Regions from separate parts of the Ovis aries genome. Here region 1 is linked to region 2. A link is a contact called in public Hi-C data. All regions are on one chromosome and are shown on one strand. Each heading gives the region's core, a stretch centred on a gene start, on an enhancer-like site or on the middle of the called end of the contact. The rest is flanking DNA. Distances are from core to core; before and after follow the strand shown. Region 1 overlaps ZNF704 (zinc finger protein 704). Region 2 holds the start of ZBTB10 (zinc finger and BTB domain containing 10).

What was found. A called contact is a pair of places that touch in the nucleus more often than the background predicts.
Region 1: a Hi-C map of hypothalamus shows a contact between it and region 2, with 3 times the contacts expected there. The contact joins the enhancer-like site here to the promoter of ZBTB10 in region 2. A contact is called at or near these places in 4 of 16 Hi-C or Micro-C datasets (hypothalamus, liver and tail adipose tissue).

The regions. Positions count from the first base shown.
Region 1 is chr9:56,955,337-56,960,160 of ARS-UI_Ramb_v3.0, reverse strand. The region is part of intron 4 of ZNF704 (zinc finger protein 704); the gene reads left to right. Among named protein-coding and RNA genes, the nearest start is that of ZNF704, 210 kb to the left of the region's middle. Within about 2 kb of position 1,655, at least 9 of the 54 cell types and tissues checked have an H3K27ac peak or open chromatin away from gene starts, as enhancers often do. A contact at or near this core is called in hypothalamus, where this site is marked.
Region 2 is chr9:56,748,788-56,753,605 of ARS-UI_Ramb_v3.0, reverse strand. ZBTB10 (zinc finger and BTB domain containing 10) reads right to left here and starts at 3,085. Exons shown (of 6, transcript XM_004011759.6): 1 at 2,035-3,085. The coding sequence starts at 3,000.

The sequences.
Region 1 (4,824 bases), core at 406-2,905, 210 kb before region 2:
GGGTCACAATTAAAGACAAATAGAAATGATTAAAGTATTACTGTATTTCTTCCAAGTACGCATCCCCACCCTACTCCTAATCTCACCCCGTCCTCTCCTCTGGTTGTAAATCGCTGCACTGGTAACAGCAGGTAACCTAGGAAAGAATCTGCCTGCAATGCAAGAGATTGGGGTTCGATCTCTGGGTGGGGAAGATCCCCTGGAGAAGGAAATGCAACCCACTCCAGTATTCTTGGAGAAGGAAATGGCAACCCACTGCAGTACTCTTGCCTGGAGAATCCCATGGACAGAGGAGACTGGCAGGCTGTACATAGTCCCTGGGGTCGCAGACTTGGATAGGACTGAGCAACTAACGCTTTCACAACACTTTCACCTGGGACTTTACCAGTATTTGGAAGTCAAAAAATCGGACTTCAGGCTTGGTTTGGTTAACTCACTCTCTTCGTGGGAATTAACTTTTTCATCTGTAAAATAAAATTATGTTTTTCTCTTTTCTGCTTCACAGACTCTTAAAGGGTTGTGGGAAAGAAGATTTTGACTTACGTTTATAAAACTAGATGTGAAATATACATGAAAGCTAAAATGTAAACATACGTAGTATTTACATGCCCCAAATTATGTATTTATTAAATTAGAAGTGAAAAAATAGATCTAGCTGATTTAATAAATTAATTTGACTGCACTTGTATTTAATCCTCACAGCAATCCTGTATGGTTTGTTTTCCTGTCTTGATAGGAGATTGAGGACCAGGGAAGTTATATATTTAACCCCTGCCGTGCAGGTTAGAAGGCTTCCCAGGTGGCACTAGTGGTAAAGTGAAAGTGAAAGTGAACTCGCTCAATCGTGTCCGACTCTTTGTGACCCCATGGACGGTAGCCTACCAGGCTCTATCCGTGGGATTTTCCAGGCAAGAATACTGGAGTGGGCTGCCATCTCCTTCTCCAGGGGATCTTCCCAACCCAGGGATCGAACACGGGTCTCCTGCATTGCAGACAGACGCTTTACTGTCTGAGCCACCAGGGAAGAACCCACCAACACAAGAGACCTAAGAGAGGTGGGGTCGATCCCTGGGTCCCGAAGATCCCCTGGAGAAGGAAATGGCAATACCCTCCAACATTCTCGCCTGGAGAATGCCATGGACAAAGGAGCCAGCTACAGTCCACAGGGTTGCGCAGAGTCGAAAATGACTGAAGCAGCTTAACACACACACATGCAGGTTAGAAAGGGCCAGCGCTGCCTTTCAAACCCAGGTCTGCCTAACCGAAAGCTCATGTTCTTTTCATTCTCTTCAGATACATATAAGTGATTATGTTCACTCACAATTTTAAAAAGCATTTCTGTTTCATAGAATAAATAAATACTACTGCAATATCTGGAAAACGTTGTAACATTATTTTTAAATCTCCACGTAAATAGACTTTAAAAATATATTTTAGTTTTTTAGTTTGCAATTGGTAGCTTCATTATTAATGACTACTCACAAACAAAAATCCAAAGAAAACCCTGTGGACTGCAGTACAACCTATTTTCCCAGTTCATTTCAAAGAGAAAAACAAAGAGATGGCACTGACCCAACACCGTCCATCCCTGCATCTCTCTTAGCATCAGGCAGCATGTGTAATGGTGTTGGTGGTACACACACTCTGTCTGCCCAGAGAACAAACAGGGCATTGATGTCATCTCTGGTCCCTCCCAAAGGCTGGGGCATGAAGAGTTGCTGTTTCACATACCAGTCCATCGGGCAGGGTCCTGGAGCTGTGCAGGCATCCCGTGAGTCCCCAGAGACCCTGGGTCTTGACTCCTTGGGGAGCGAGGCTGCACTTGCACCTGTGAGAACCCATAGGCAGGACAGCCGTGTAGACCTGGAGTCTGCCCTGTTGCTTCCAGCTGCACAGACTTTCTCTCTGGGGCCTTCAGAGTGTGTGGTCTTGGCCTGTGGCAAAGACTCACAGCATAGGGAGCTCCCCAGTGCTTGTAAGGTGCCCCGCTGGAAGGCTCATCACAGCTTTTCCTTTCCAACATAGCCACGAGACAAAATTCATACTCTCGCATTGCAGTTCAGTTGCTTTGGCCAGACTTGTATGTAAAGCCTTTAGGCTTCAACTCAATTAGGAGGTAGTCAAGTCACCAAATGAAAAGAAAAAAAATCATTACAAACTGGCATTTATTTGAATGGCACAGACCCACGCTTCAGGAGTCTGGGAACCATGTTCCTCCCTCTTTCTTTGTGACTTCTCCCTCCATTCAGACTCTGGATTTCCCCAGGGTAATATCAAAAGGATAAAGCTTGTAGTCCCTAATTTTTTTTTTTTTTTTTTTTTTTTTTGGTGTGGGATCATAGGTTCTTGACCAGGAATTGAACCTGCACCCCCTGCATTGGGAGCACGAAGTCTTAACCACTGGACCCCCAGAGAAGTCCCGAGTAGTCCTTGTTTTTAATGCATGGATTGTACATAGACCAAGTCATTGCCTTTTGAACTTAAAGTTATTTTGAATAGTGGGAATAACAAGAAAGTAGGATGGTTGCAATTCATGATTCATTCTTTTAGTGTATCAAGTGAACCAGTACTTATTGAGCACCCAACAGGCACAACAATCAATGCCCTGAGATTAAAGTACAGCCCCTTCCTTCTAGGTCAAAGGTTAGGCAGGTGGACACTGATGTATAAAAAGGCAATAACAATTATGAGCGATAGATGCTGTGCTCACAATGTGGTTCCCAGGTGGCGTTAGTGGTAAAGAACCCGCCTGCCAATGCAAACAGACATTAAGAGTTGCAGGTTCAATCTCTGTGTCCGGAAGATCCCAGGAGGAGGAAATAGCCCACTCCAGTATTCTTGCTTGGAGAATCCCATGGACAGAGGACCCGGGCAGGCTACAGTCCATGGGGTCTCAAGGAGTTGGGCATAACTGAAGCAACTTACTATGCACATAATATGGTAGAAACACAGTAGCTGAAATGCTGCTATTTTAGTTTTTAAAATCATATTTCAAACAATTTCCAAGAGTTAACTGCCTAATCCATAGACAATATGTTCTAGTTGGGGGACACTTTCTGAATTCATTTTATTTTCCTCTTCATTCCCTGAGGTTCATAATATCTATTTGAGACCATGGACTTGTATTGGGCATATGTCCTGTGGGGATTGTTTGAGAAACTTCTAGATCAATATTTTCCAAACTGCATGTCTCAATCCACTGGTGGGTTGTGAATCTTTTTAATGACTGTGAACAGCACATCTTTAAGGACCAGGACAGAATAGGGTACAATGGACATAATCAGAATGAGTACTGTTCCTTGATGCTTTGGTTTCAGTTGCAGACCTATGTGCCTACTGTACAAACTGTGTCTCTTACTGTCGTCAAAAAAGTTTGGAAGCCCCTGTTCCTAAGGATAAAGAGAGAACACGATACGTGGTAACTGAAGGTTTCCTGATTAGAAATCGAAAGATCCGCATTCTAGACTCAACTTGGCTAGCCTGAGAACTTCAGGAAAACACTTCATCTCTCTGATCATCAACTTCTTTTCCATTAAACAGGCAAACAGATATTATCAAACCTCTCTCAGGACGGTCATGAAGACTAAGTGTGACCAACCACAAGTATAGAAAGGGGCTTATAAGCACTAAAACTGGAATATAGCAACTTTGTAATAGACCTGTTTTAGGACCCTGAAAGAAAGCAGAAAGAGGCATACCCTATACTAATCATGAAGCAATGACCCTGGTCTTCCTCCTTATGGAAAGTTATTTGGAAGTTATCTTAACACTTTTCCCCACTCTCACCTCTTACATGATCCCTGTTCCACTTATGTAAAGAGGAAGAGAGATTCATTGCCTAGATAAGGCATTATCACTGCCTACTGTCAGTGGTGAGCAAGACGCAATTATTGATATTATCAAGTTTATACATACATATATAAATAACTATATTTGTGTACTTTGTTACAGTTTACAAAATGCTTTTAAATGCAGCATGTCATTTAATCATCACGAACATCTTTGGCCTAGTCATATCCCCATTGTGCAGAAGAGGCTCACTGAGGTTATGTGAATTGCCCAAAATCCTGTAGCTTATAATCTTAGAAATAAGATCAGCTTAGTCCATGGGGTCGCACGGAGTCGGACACGACTGAAGCAACTTAGCAGCAGCAGCAGCTAAAAGAGCAAAGATAAAACTCTTGAGCTTATTTCAAAGAATCCACATTTCCCTCTGCACCCAGAAGAAAATAACATGGAAAGAAAACAGTCAGACCCAGCTACAGCCAGCATAACGTGACAGAGTGGGAGTGGGGTGCAGAGGATTACAAAGAACTCAAAGACAGAGAGAGGAATTCCAGGCTGTCTCCTGAGGCCCGGGTCCCCAACCTCCAGGATCTAATAATGCCTGATGATCTGAGGTGGTGCTGATGTAATAATAATAGAAATAAAGTACACGATAAACCATCCCCCTTCCGCGAAACCAGTGCCTCATGCCAAAAAGATTGTGGACCACTGTGCTGGGGTGGAGTTGGGGCGGGAGGGCAGGGGCAGCTTCCTGCAGGAAGGGCACATGGCCCTTTAGCCAAGGTAGGTGGGAATGTGAGGAGGGGAAATGAAAGGCTTCTTTCTCCTGGCTCAGGAAATCAGCCAGCCAACTTCCTCAAGCCCCATTCTAGCAGAATTTTTCCTCTGGAATTTCAGACTGACTGTACTCAGATGTTGAGAAAAGCCTAGTAGTATGAACAGGGACTCGGGGAGTACCGGGAAGGTGCAGTTCCTATCCTGACCACAAGGTGATGCAATGGCCCTAAATACAGCCGCTCCAAGTGTCTGGGAGAAAAC
Region 2 (4,818 bases), core at 1,836-4,335:
ACATCCAAAATCCAATCAAGGGAACCAATAAATAGCCTTAGACAAACAGAATGACTGACTAAATTGTATTATTCTCAGTCTAATGATATAATGTCCTAAGAGAAAGTAGTTGGTCTGCAGATTATATTGTAAAAAGGGAGTTTCAAGGGGGCAAAGGGTAAGGGAGGGATAATTCAGGGATTAAGTTTAGAAAAGGTTTTACCTAGGGATGAATTCCCTAATCCAGATATATGCCGAGGGGAGAGGAATACACCATGCTAAGTCTATCATAAGGTTATCCAACTAATTCCCCGTTCCTCTGATTTCAGGTTCACTAAGCAGCTAATTGTAATAATTTGCACTCCCATTCAGATCTGCCTACACAGACTACACTGAAGAGTAACTGATCCACTGAATTAAGAAAATTCAGTTTGATTGTCCTTAGATTTTTCTAAATAACCAACTCATCACAACCAACTCATCACTTAGAAAAACATACTTTCATTTTCACAAGCCCTCCACTTCACCATACTACTTAACTTCAGGAATATATAACGCGACGAAGCCTCTAGACTCCTCTTCTGTAAAATGGGAACAGAATAATTACTTGCCAAAATAAGGGACATCTGTGTTTGGTCACAAAGCTAGTAACTGCAGAAAGCTGAGATGTGAACCTAGATTTTATTCCAAAACCTTTTTTTCCTTCCTCCATTGCAACATTCTTTATAAAGGCTAGTCTCATTTATAACCAAAAACTGTAAGACTTGGGACAATTTACTTAACCTTTCCGGGCCTTACATCTTTAAATGACCTTCCTTGTAGGGCTTAGGCAACTAAAAGTTGTGAAAAAAAACTGTTGCCATTACCCCCCTGAGAAAAACAACCCTATGCCTTAATGTTAAAGTCTCAACTTCTGAGAAATTTCTGGGCTACAGGGTTATTAGACAGTGCCTAATTAACTCCACTAAAAGTGTTCTAAACAGCAAGATCACTCCAACACACAAAGGGACTAGTATCTGAAAGGTGACTTTCTGAAATCAATGCCTGGCTACCGATACAAAAGAATGAATTCCATCTACAACCACAGGTTGTCTTAGGAGGACTGATTAACATCTGCTTGGCTTGGAAAGAGATTATCAAAATGATAAGACTATTATCTTTAATCCAGAAATACTAAGACAAGATTTAAGAAGTACCGTTTACCTGTTTAATAACTAAGAACTTATGATTTTGGTAAATACATTCTCTACCAGTTCGAACCAACTAGTTGGTAGAAGTAACTTTACAGTCAACATTTCAAATATCCTAAGTTTAAAGTAAACTACATTTAAATGAAAACTTTTTGAAAAAGGGGATTACAGAAAATCTCAGCATAGAAATCTGGAGAAGGAAGCAAGTAAAAACTACCACAATTTACCGAAAGCATACCTTTGGAAAGAGAAGTTCAACAAAAAGTTTAAGGAGATGAATTTAGTATAATCATTCACTAAGTCTTATACAAATAGCTTCCTCTACATTTACATACTACTCTCTCATATTTCACATTATCCTGACATGATAAAAAGAATTTTCTCGGTTGCATGTTCTCCTAAAAGGGGTAGCGTCAAAGGTTAAGGAAAGAGTTTAATTCATTCTTCAAAGAGTTACCAGATTTGACTTCCAACAGCACGCTAAAAGACTACCAACATTAAAGCAGCTTTTCTAAAATCACAGCTAATAACATTCTAACCACAAAGCCAACCTTACAGGGTTAAAACCTTCAACCTCGCTTATTAAACTTTCCTTCTGATTCAATCTGACGGGCAAAGAAATCTGAGTCATGAAAAAAATTAAATCAAATTCAGTGCTATGATTAGAAAATTGTCATTCCTCCCCCTCCCCCCAACTCCCCCGGTTAACTTTTGAAAACTTATTCCCAGGCTTTCGAACCCCCCACGCCTAAATTCCCTACACCTCTCTCCTAACAGGAAAGATGTCTTCACCCAGTAGAGTGAGTTTTAGCTGATAAACCTTTCCCCCAAAGATCTGAAAAAGCAGGAGCAACATATATCGTACCTGGGCGTTGGCTTCGTGGAGTTTGTGCTCGGTAGAGACGTGGTGCCTCAGAAGGAGGGTTTTCTTGTAGTTGCGGGTCCCTCGCGAAAGCTCGTCGTGCCCCACTGGGGGCAGATCCCCGCTTCCTCCGTCCTCGGGGGGCTTTTGGCACCAGCCGCAAGACATAAGGCCAGTATCCTTGGAATAGCGCAGCCAGGGAAAATCTTTGAGCCAGGAGGTCTGGAAAGAGCAGTGGAGCTTCTGCATTAGGGACTTGGGCCGCGCGAGCGGGAAGTGCTGGACAGTCTCTCCTTCTCCAGCTCCCACACCGCTGCCCTCCGCTTCGTCCCCGCCATCGCCGCCCGACCGCCTGCTGCTGCTGCAGCTGCCTCCTTCCGCCCCGCTGCCGTCGCCCAGGCTCGCCCCCTCCTCTTCGTCCTCGGTGCTGTCGCTCAGGGACGCGCCGTCCGGCATCAACTCCTTCCCCTCCAGCGCGTCCAGCTCCAGCTCCACGGCCGCCGGCCCTCGCCCATTGAAATGCCTCAGGGGCCATGCCGAGGTCTCGGGGCGGCCGCGGCTACTGCCATTGTTGCCGAGCCCCCCGCCGCCGCCGCCTCGAAAGGCCAGAGTCCGACGGTTCCTTTCCGCTAGCAGGGGGCCCCCGGCGCCACCGCCGCCCAGCGAGGTGGGGCCGCCCGCGTCTTGGGGGAGCAGCAACTCCTTGGTTTCCTCGGCGGCGGCGGCAGCCCCGGCGGAGGCCTCCAGGTCTTGGGGCTCCAGGCCCTCCAATTCCACTTCCTCGTCGGCCCCCCGCCCATTGAGCGGCTGCGGCGCTGGCGGCGGGGGCTGTCTTGGCTGGGGCTGCTGGGGCCAAGCCGAGGCCTCCCCGCCAACGTTATTGTTCGCGGAGCCGCCGCCGCCGCTGGCGGTGACCAACCCGCCTCCTCGGAACGCCAGCGTCCTGCGGTTCATTTCACTGAACGACATGGCGCGCGCCGCCGCCGCCGCCCGGTGCCCCGGCTCGCGCCCGGCCTCGGGCCGCGTCCCGCGCGCTCCCCGCCGCTCCCCCTCCGCTTCGCTCCCGCCCCCACCGCGGGCGTTCCGGTCTCGCGGGGCTCGGCCTCGCCCTCCCGCCCGGCTCGCGCTCGCTCCCCGGGGCTGCCTCACGCGTCCGCCGCCGCCGCCGCCGCCGCCCGCCGGGCCGCCGCCTCCTCGTCCTCCACCCCCGCCCCGCGGCGCTCCGGGCAGCGTCCCGCGCGGAGAAGGGGGGGGCGGGCGGCGGAGAGGTGAGCAGCGAGCCGGCGCGCGTGGGGCCTTCGAAGTTGAGAGGCGGAGTGCGGGGAGACCCTCCGCTGCCCCCTCTTTAAAGCCGCGCGCACACACCGACCCTCCAAACAAGATATCCTTCCTCCGGCGCGCCGAGGAGTCCCGACGCGGCTGCCGGCTTCCGAAGCGCTGAGGGCGAGAGGCACGTTAAACTGCCGGGCTCCGCCACATAACGAACCGACAATAAAGCCGGCGGAGCGTTTCCGTCCGACCAGGCCCTGGCGGAGGTCGAATGGCAAATGAACAACGGACCGTGCGCCCACAATGCACCGGGGTAGCAGTAACCGCTGGAGGGGGAAAGGGTGGGGGCCGGGCGGGGGGAGGGGGCTGGGCTTGGGGCTGGGCTGGGGTGGGGTGGGGGCGCCTGGGGACCGGGAAAGGGGCCGGGCCGCGCCTCCGGCCTGGGGGCGGGGGTGCGGCCGCGGGGGAAGGAAGTCGGCCGAGGGGCGGGGGACAAAAGGCCGGGCGGCGGGCTGGGGGGTCTCGGGGAGGGGGCGGGCGTGTGCAGCCGGGGCCGGGCTCCGCGGAGGACAAACAGCTGGCGAGTGTCAGGTCTGGCCGCCTCCCCGCTGCCCGCACGCACCTACCCGCGCCCGGGACGCACATTTTCCTTCCTTCGCCACGAGTTCACCTGGGACTTTGAGAAATAACTGTACGGTGGGAGCTGCTCTCCAGCCTTGTCATTTGCTGAGGTGGGGTGGGTGGGGGCGGGGGGTAACGGTGCCCGAGGAAGTGAACTTATTTTTGTTCCTTCACAAAGACTGGACCAGGCTGTACCTTTCGGGCGAGGAGGTTACAACCGGGGGCACCTCCTCGTCTGCTGCATTGTGTATTCGATGCAGCAGCTCTGGGCGATAATCATTTCACAGAAAATGCACCGCCCCGAGTGTCTTATTGCTGTGATGAAATGGAAATTTAAATAAAAGGTCGAACACGTGCGTTCAGTGGGAAGTATTGACATGGGTGTTACATCACCAGCAGCCAATCAGATAGCTCCAGTCGTGTTTATACTTCTACAACCACCTTGTGAGTATTACAGTATGTCATAACGTTATAAATATTAGGCAGGGTTTTCCCCAAGAGTGGGGAGGAGTCGGCTCACACAGACGCTGCGTGCGACTCCGAAGAGCGTGTGTGTTAAGACAAGGATTGATTTTTAAGACTTTGGGTTGTTCTTTTTTTTTTTTTAACTGTTGACACTGCACATGGAATTTAGAGTGATTAGAAAAACAGATGGAGCTGGAAATGAAACTCTTACAATAATAATCGTAGTCAACTTGTTCAGAAAAAGATTTTCCAATTTGGAGCCCTTATACTCGTATTTTAAAGTATTTTTTAATGTGCTAAATTTAGCAAATTCTAAAGTGTTGAGATTCATTTTACTCTTTGAAACCTGAAATAAACTTTTAAAAACAAGTTAAAAGTAATGTGAAACAAATCTTAAATCATTTTTATTCAAACATTTCAGATTAAAGAAAG